Regions from separate parts of the Mus musculus genome. Here region 1 is linked to region 2. Evidence: chromatin contacts called from public Hi-C data. All regions are on one chromosome and are shown on one strand. Each heading gives the region's core, a stretch centred on a gene start, on an enhancer-like site or on the middle of the called end of the contact. The rest is flanking DNA. Distances are from core to core; before and after follow the strand shown. Region 1 holds the start of Orc6 (origin recognition complex, subunit 6). Region 2 holds the start of Usp38 (ubiquitin specific peptidase 38).

Region 1 (3,632 bases), core at 798-3,297, 4.3 Mb after region 2:
GGTAACAAGAAAACAGGAAATTTAAAATAATTTAGGTTGGGGAGTTTGTGTCTAGCAGGCTGAAGGCCTTGGGTTCAATCCCCAAGACTGCAGAAAAGACAAAGTTAACCGTCTGGATCCCATACACACACTAACTTAGCAATACCCCAGAAATCCGATGACGGAGCACACCATGAACATTAAATGGCAAAATTCTTTCTTTGTGCAGAATTTCTGCCCATTCTCCTCAAAATCTGTTTGCATTACCTCCAAAGCTCCTAACACAACCTCTTTCCCACCAGGAGCCCAAAGAACTATAGCAGAATGTTTCAAAAGCACATCTCTGCCATTTATTTCTATCTGGTGCCTAGCACATTCTATAAAATTGAAAGTACACCAGATGTTTGGTTAGTGCTGGACTCAGGATTTTTAGGAGTACAGTACCAGTGATATCAACACTTGCTTCCAGATGCAAAAGTGAGACTTAAAGGCTAACTACCTACTCAAATCATAAAATTGCCTATGACAGAACTGATACCCAGGTTCCATTTTCCAATAAAATTCACAGGGAAAACTGGTCCAATCTGGTTCCCCAGGCACATAAATATAATTTATAGTGTATCCTCAAATGCTTTGTATTATAAAACACTATGTCAACCAGTAAGTGTTGAAAAACAAAAAAGTTAAACTTCACACCAGTCATGTGCCAAATCTCAATTGTACAAAGTTCCGAGGGGGGAAAACATCTTGTAAGGCAATATATTATATTAAATATACATCAAATATTTATCAAATTACGGGAACAAACGCTCAGAACTCAGCCAGCCAGAACCAAAGATGACATAAATACCAAGCTGATCGGAGTCTAGCAAGATCATCATAAAGGTCCATTCCAAAAAAAAGGAAAAAAAAAATCAACAAAAAGATTTAATGCTGGTTTTTCCTATTAACACACTTAAAGTGAAGTATGTGCAGTGGCACATAGAATTATCAATACAAAGAATGAATATTGAAATTAAAAAAAAAGGACATAAGCATAGCACATCCAAAACCACTACCTGTTCATACTACAGCAAATGCTCGTATAACGCAAGTGACAACTTGCCCTGTGGAAAACAGGATCCGAATTTTGCGGAAGTTCCTGTTTATAAGGCTAGTGCCACAAAGCATCACGACATGCTATCGTCGCGGAGAAACCTTTGAATGACTGCTTCCAGCAAGTGAGTTAGAATCCTCAGAGAGCAAATGCGAAACGGAGACCTGTCTCCTATCTGATGGTTGGGCTCAATGAAAAGAAAGCAGGAGTCCTTCGGGAAACTCACGTGAGCAGGTCCCTAGAATTCGCTGACAGGCGCTGCAAGATGAAGGGGGCTCTGCGGCCACGGAAGGCCGGGAGACCACTGCGCCCCCCCCCCAAGGATATTTCCAGCAGAGAAAAGGCAATGGGACCCCCGAGGACAGCTGAGTACAAAGCTGGAAATGCACCATCTGGGCGCGACCCAGCTACGGCGCCAGCTCAGAAGCTCGGGGGCTCCTCACTGTCCCAACTCCGCACAGACCCGGGAGTCCGACTCTCAGAGGGAAGGTGGCCGTTCCGTACAAGAGTCTGACGCAGGCCTCCACCGACACCCAGAACCTGCAGCCCGCGACACCCCTAAGGGAGGCTCCTGGTCTCGGGGTAACGACCAAATTCTGCGCCACCGCCCACCGCAGCCCACCGCAGCCTAACGCGGCCTTCCTCAGCCCGTGCCAAGCCCGCAGGCCCAGCCTGGACCGGACCGGCCTCGATCGAAATGCAGGGCCTCCTACTCCGCCAGCAAGGCTCCTGTCCGCCGAAGGAAAACGTGGACTGCGACTCGGCAACCCAGGCCCACCGCTTCCCCTCACTCACCATGGCGACTCCGGGGACCACAAGCAGCAGCGCCTACCCCGCCGGAGCCGCCCGCCGTCAGGTGACCGAGCCTTGCGAGCCCCGCCCTCTCTAGCCCCGCCCTTGGATAGAAGCGGCTTTTCGATTGGCCCACTTAAAATCTCGCGTAGTTTGGGGAGAATGGGCAGCCGGCGGTGTATAGTGGACGGGGCGGGGCGAGAATAGTACAACGCTGCGGCGAACTAGGGACAGCAGGAAGGGAAGCCTTAGTTAAGGAGATCCGCGGCCGAGGAAGGGCAGCGAGAGAACCTTCTGCGCGTCCACTTCGCCTGGGCCCGCGCCTCATCGTGTGCACATGCGTAGAAGGATGACCAGGATTGGTGTGTGGAACGGTCTCAACCTCTGGTCGCAACCAATCTGGACGCGCCGGGGGTGGGTCTTAACCCTCTGACAATCTGCGCGCGCATTGCTCTTGGCGCGCATTTCTTCCAGCGATGGAGTCGGAGCTGGTACGCCGCCTCGCCCCGCGTCTCGGCCTTGCGGAGCCGAGTGTACTGAGGTGAGTGTGGCCGTGTGTGCGGGTAGACGTCCCAGACTGCGGCCCTGGGTCCTCCCAAGGCAGCGTCGGATGAGGGACTGGCGATGAGGGAATGACCGCACACTGGTCTGGGCGAGACTCGGGCCCAACATCAAGAAAAACTGTTGTTGGCTTGTAGAAGATGGTTTGAGAGGACGTATATAGTCGTCCTTGAAGCACTCTAGCTCTGTTGGATACACTGTGGTCGGAAAAGCCGGGGAGGACCTCTTGTCATTCCTTCAGACTCGATAATCTTGATAAGCCAGCCTTGCAGGGCAGACCCTGTGCAAATCACTATAGATGGCAAGAGAAAGGTAGATTATGGTACAGAGTGAAGAGCTGAAGTGATGAGCAGGGCGTAAGAATTCCAGAAAAGGCCGGGCGTGGTGGCGCACGCCTTTAATCCCAGCACTTGGGAGGCAGAGGCAGGCGGATTTCTAAGTTCGAGGCGAGCCTGGTCTACAAAGTGAGTTCCAGGACAGCCAGAGCTATACAGAGAAACCCTGTATCGAAAAATCGAAAAAAAAAAATTCCAGAAAGGGCCCAGTGGCGTTGGGGCTGATTTATTAAATAGTGGCACGCATGGGAAAATATGGTAAGAGTGGCCCAAATAGCTTCCATTTTCCGAAGCCCTTGAGATTAGGAGGGTCATTGTAGGATCTGTCTTAGGAAATAAAGCTACAGCAGGCAAGTGTGTAGAAAGTTCGTAGGTCTATTCCCAGGGCTACTGACCGGAAATACAATGGGACCCAGAACTATTTTCACAAGCCGCCGAAACTGAGACCCAATCAGTCATTAAGGAAGAGAAAGGGATTTAATTTACTCTAATCTGCCTGAACCAATTCTTTATACTTGTTGAAATAATGTAAGAAGGAAAGGTAATGTCCAAGGAACACGCTTGGACACAGCTAAGTCTGGAGTCATTTTGGTTCTATGTAAAGAACTTCCACCTCTCCAAAGGATGTGCTTTCTAGGCCCCAAATGAACTTGCACAGTAGTTAGGTGGTGTGCAAGTCCACCATGCTGAATTCAGTTCTTTGCCTAAGTGTTGACAAAGTTCTGCAGCAGTTTTAGTGACCATACTGCCTTTATAACCAGGAAAGCAGAGGAGTTCCTGCGGCTGTCTAAGGTGAAGTGTGTCAGTCTGTCTGCACGTAGCTCAGAAACCAGCAATGCTGTCATATGCCTGGACCTTGCAGCTTCCTG
Region 2 (3,480 bases), core at 178-2,677:
AAAGGTCTTTGGACTTAGGCATCCTCAATGTTTTGGCTCCAGCGTACCATTCTGAACAAGGCAGTGAAGAGGAGTAACATTTTGCATAAGGGTATTTAGTTTTGCTCTCCATCAAGAACGTCTCTTACTGGAGGAGTTACTCTAATAAAATAGGCTACCTGGCCTCTTTCAGTACCCCCAAAGAGAATGCTTCCGGGGGGGAAAAAAGCGCACTGTGTTGATGAGACACACGTGTTGAATTTCCAAGACACACTTTTCTGAAATAATGACCCTTACCTGTGGAAGAGATGCTTGCAAAAACTTCTTGCAGAGAAGGTAGCAGCGTGGAGGGCTCAGCCTTCCAAATATTCTGTAGTAAGGTACTCACTTTCGTTACCTGGGAGACATACTCCCGTAGTTCCTTCTCCTGAGTGGACACGCACTGGAAATGACCTATCGTTCGAACCAGCTGTTGACAGAAGGTAACTGACAGTTTCCCTTTGGGGACGCACTGCACGAAATCGGTCAGGAGGTCGCTCAGCCGGGCACAGAGCACTGGCTCCGGCCTCTCGCAAACCATTCGCAGGACCTCCACCTGGAGCAGGCTGAAGAGATCCAGCACCGACGGGCAGCTCATAATCAGCTTCAGGCCGTTGTGAATGTAGTCCAGGATGGCGACGTCCTTCCTGTCCACTGAGTGGTAGCCCTGCTGAAGGAGGCCCAACACGAAAGTCTTGTTGAAGAAGGACTCGAACTCCGGCCGGTGGTACCGCGCGTAGGCCTCCAGCACCTGGTGGCCCACTTGTCGCTGGAAAGGGTCCTGGCCCTCCAGGATGAGGCGGGTCGTCAGGTCAAACATGGCCTCGCACTGCGCCTCGTCGAGCCAATGCTCCGCGAACTCCACCACCTTCCGCACAATCATCCGCTTGAGGGGCAGCGGGTGCGAGGAGCTCACCAGGCCTTCCAGAATCTTGTCCATCGTCGCCACTCTGCAAGGCCAGGCCCTGGGGATAAAGAGCTGGCAGCGGCAGCCCCGGGGGGCAGCAAAGCGCCCCGGCGGGGAGGAACTTGGAGCCAACCAGCAGCAGGACCGGCCACCGCCACCGCCGCCTCAGCAGCCACATTTATCGAGTGGGAAGGCCCATCCGAGCCGGGACGGGAGCGAGCGATTCTGGGACGCCGAAAGGCTGCGGGTCCCCGCGGTCCGCCTCAGGGGCCGGAGGTCCGCATAAGGCTGCCTCGCTGGGCCCGCGACCTCTCCCAGCCTCCGGGCGCAGGGACCCTCCAGGCTGAGCTGGAAGGTGAGGAGCGCCTTCGTGTCCCGGGTCAGTGCGGAGCCCCGGCTCCCGCGGGTGGGCAGTTAAAAGTCGCCCTGGGTTGAGTCAGGAGGCACTGTCAATGCGAGTACCTCGATCTGCCAAGGAGAGGAGCCGGAGGCGCGGAACACCCTGAACCCGGAAGCAGAAATACTGGCGAATAGGAAGTGAAGCTCCGAGGTACAGCGGATAGGTCCGCCCTCGCCCCGCCCACTTTTTTCCGGTCCTTTCCCGGCTACGTTCGACCCATTTCCTGCTGGCCCCGCCCCTCCCCCTTCTCCATGTAGCTCCTCCCCCGATAGGCCGCGCCCCCTTCCCTGGCGCGCAGGCGCAGAGGCACGGAGTGAGTCACGCGGCCACTCTCACGTCACTGGAGACTGTGTGGTACGTCACTGGCGGACTTCCGGAGGCGCTGCTCAGGGAGCCTACTCTGAGCTCTGAGGTTCTTGTCGCCGGACGTGGATTCCGTCAGTGGTGAGGGTTAGAAACTCAGAGACCACTCAGCGCGAGCGAACCGAGAGTCTATACTGAGCCGCCGGCGACTGCCGGGGGGAAACCCTTCTCTCAGAGCAGCCGGAAGAACGCACTGTGCAGGGAGCTGTAAAAGGCAGAGAACACGGAAACACTACTTCCTTGTTTGCCGTTGGCAGGGAAATAAAGTAAGCAAGCAGCTTACTAGAAGCCCAAAACGTGCAGTTGCCTGAGGCATTTCCCCGAGTTTCTAGGACAGAGTTGGGGTACAGGACTTTTCACTTTCATCAGGGAATGATGGTGTCAGTTTCCGGGTAAACCAAAGATGGCTCCACCTGAGACAAAATGGAGGAACTTTTACTATGTCATAGTCTGAGACATGTTGCTTATGAAGACAATTCGAGGAAGTGCTATTAATTGTTTAAAATCTTGTGTCTGAGAAAATTTTGGAAACGCGAGAAGAGCACTAGTTGAGGAATGGAGGAAAGTATAAGAAAACAAACAAACAAACAAACCAAGCTTTGGGGGAAATCTTTCTAAAGACCTTGTTAGGCCCAGACATACTCCAATGCCTTAAATGGCTGGGTTTTTCCTCTGAAACAATTGCTAATGTAGAGAGAGTACTGGTGGCTCATATATTTAGTGGTGATTCAAAACAAGGTTGTTGTAAGAATAGATTTTTTAGCGGGTGGTGGTGGTGCTCGCTTTTAATCCCAGCACTTGGGAGGCAGAGGCAAGTGGATTTCTGAGTTCGAGGCCAGCCTGGTCTACAGAGTGAGTTCCAGGACAGCCAGGGCTACACAGAGAAACCATGTCTGGAAAAAATAAAAAATAGTGAGCTTTTGTATTCAGTGTTCAGTGTATAAGCAAGATCCTTCTCAGCTAAATTTAGACCCAGGCATAGTGGCATACACCTTTAATCCATGGAGATAAGGCCAAGCAGATCTCTGAGTTCAAGGCCAGCCTGGGACAAGCAGGTTCTAGGTGAAGAGCTTAACTCCAGGCCTGGTGGTACATGCCTTTAGTTCCAGCATTACAAGAGACAGCCATGTAGGTCTCTGAGTTCATTTCAGGAAACCCAAACTTAGGCAGAGAGGGAGTTAGAAAACAGAAAGCTGATAATAGAACATGGTGGAGGTGGGAGGACACATTCCAGCTTCAGCAAGCAGCAGAACTTGGCAGCTTTGGCCATGTGGCTCTGGCTTTAAAGAAGGGATTACTGGGACAATTGATGCTGGTAGCTGGAGCTAAGAAATTAGTGGTGATTACGAAGAGACCAGCGTCACTGAAGTGAAATCTTCTGGGAAGTGTTTTCTGAGAGCACAAAGAAACTGTGTTCCAGAGATAGCCAAGGCTAGATCTCGAGCTGCAGCTCTACGTGGTAATGTGTAAGGGTCACCCAGGTGGTTTTGAAGGCGTGAAGTGATCAGAAAGAGCAGCTGAGGCTTAGCACTGTGCAAGGCCATGGATGGCCATTGGTGAAGGTGCCACCCCAGTTGTAGTTGATGGCCCAGAACTGAGTCATGCAAAGAAGTTGAACCATGAAGAGAACCTATGAGAGGCTATTGGTGAAGCCTAGCTGCAGCAGAAGACCCCAGTGTGTTGTAGATGCTAGTATCATAGGATGATTGCCAAGAACAGCAGTAGCAGTGAAATACATCAACCTGAGTTTAGAGTGCTACAGAGGGCAGAACTGGAGAAGTGATGGCAGCCC

Evidence for each region. A called contact is a pair of places that touch in the nucleus more often than the background predicts.
Region 1: a Hi-C map of CD4 T cells shows a contact between it and region 2, with 4 times the contacts expected there. The contact joins the promoter of Orc6 here to the promoter of Usp38 in region 2.

What each region holds. Positions count from the first base shown.
Region 1 is chr8:85,297,585-85,301,216 of GRCm38.p6, forward strand. Orc6 (origin recognition complex, subunit 6) reads left to right here and starts at 2,048. Exons shown (of 7, transcript NM_019716.2): 1 at 2,048-2,408; 2 at 3,525-3,632. The coding sequence starts at 2,344. It overlaps Vps35 (VPS35 retromer complex component), which reads right to left and starts at 1,933. Exons shown (of 17, transcript NM_022997.5): 1 at 1,871-1,933. The coding sequence starts at 1,873.
Region 2 is chr8:81,013,479-81,016,958 of GRCm38.p6, forward strand. Usp38 (ubiquitin specific peptidase 38) reads right to left here and starts at 1,428. Exons shown (of 10, transcript NM_027554.2): 1 at 277-1,428. The coding sequence starts at 958.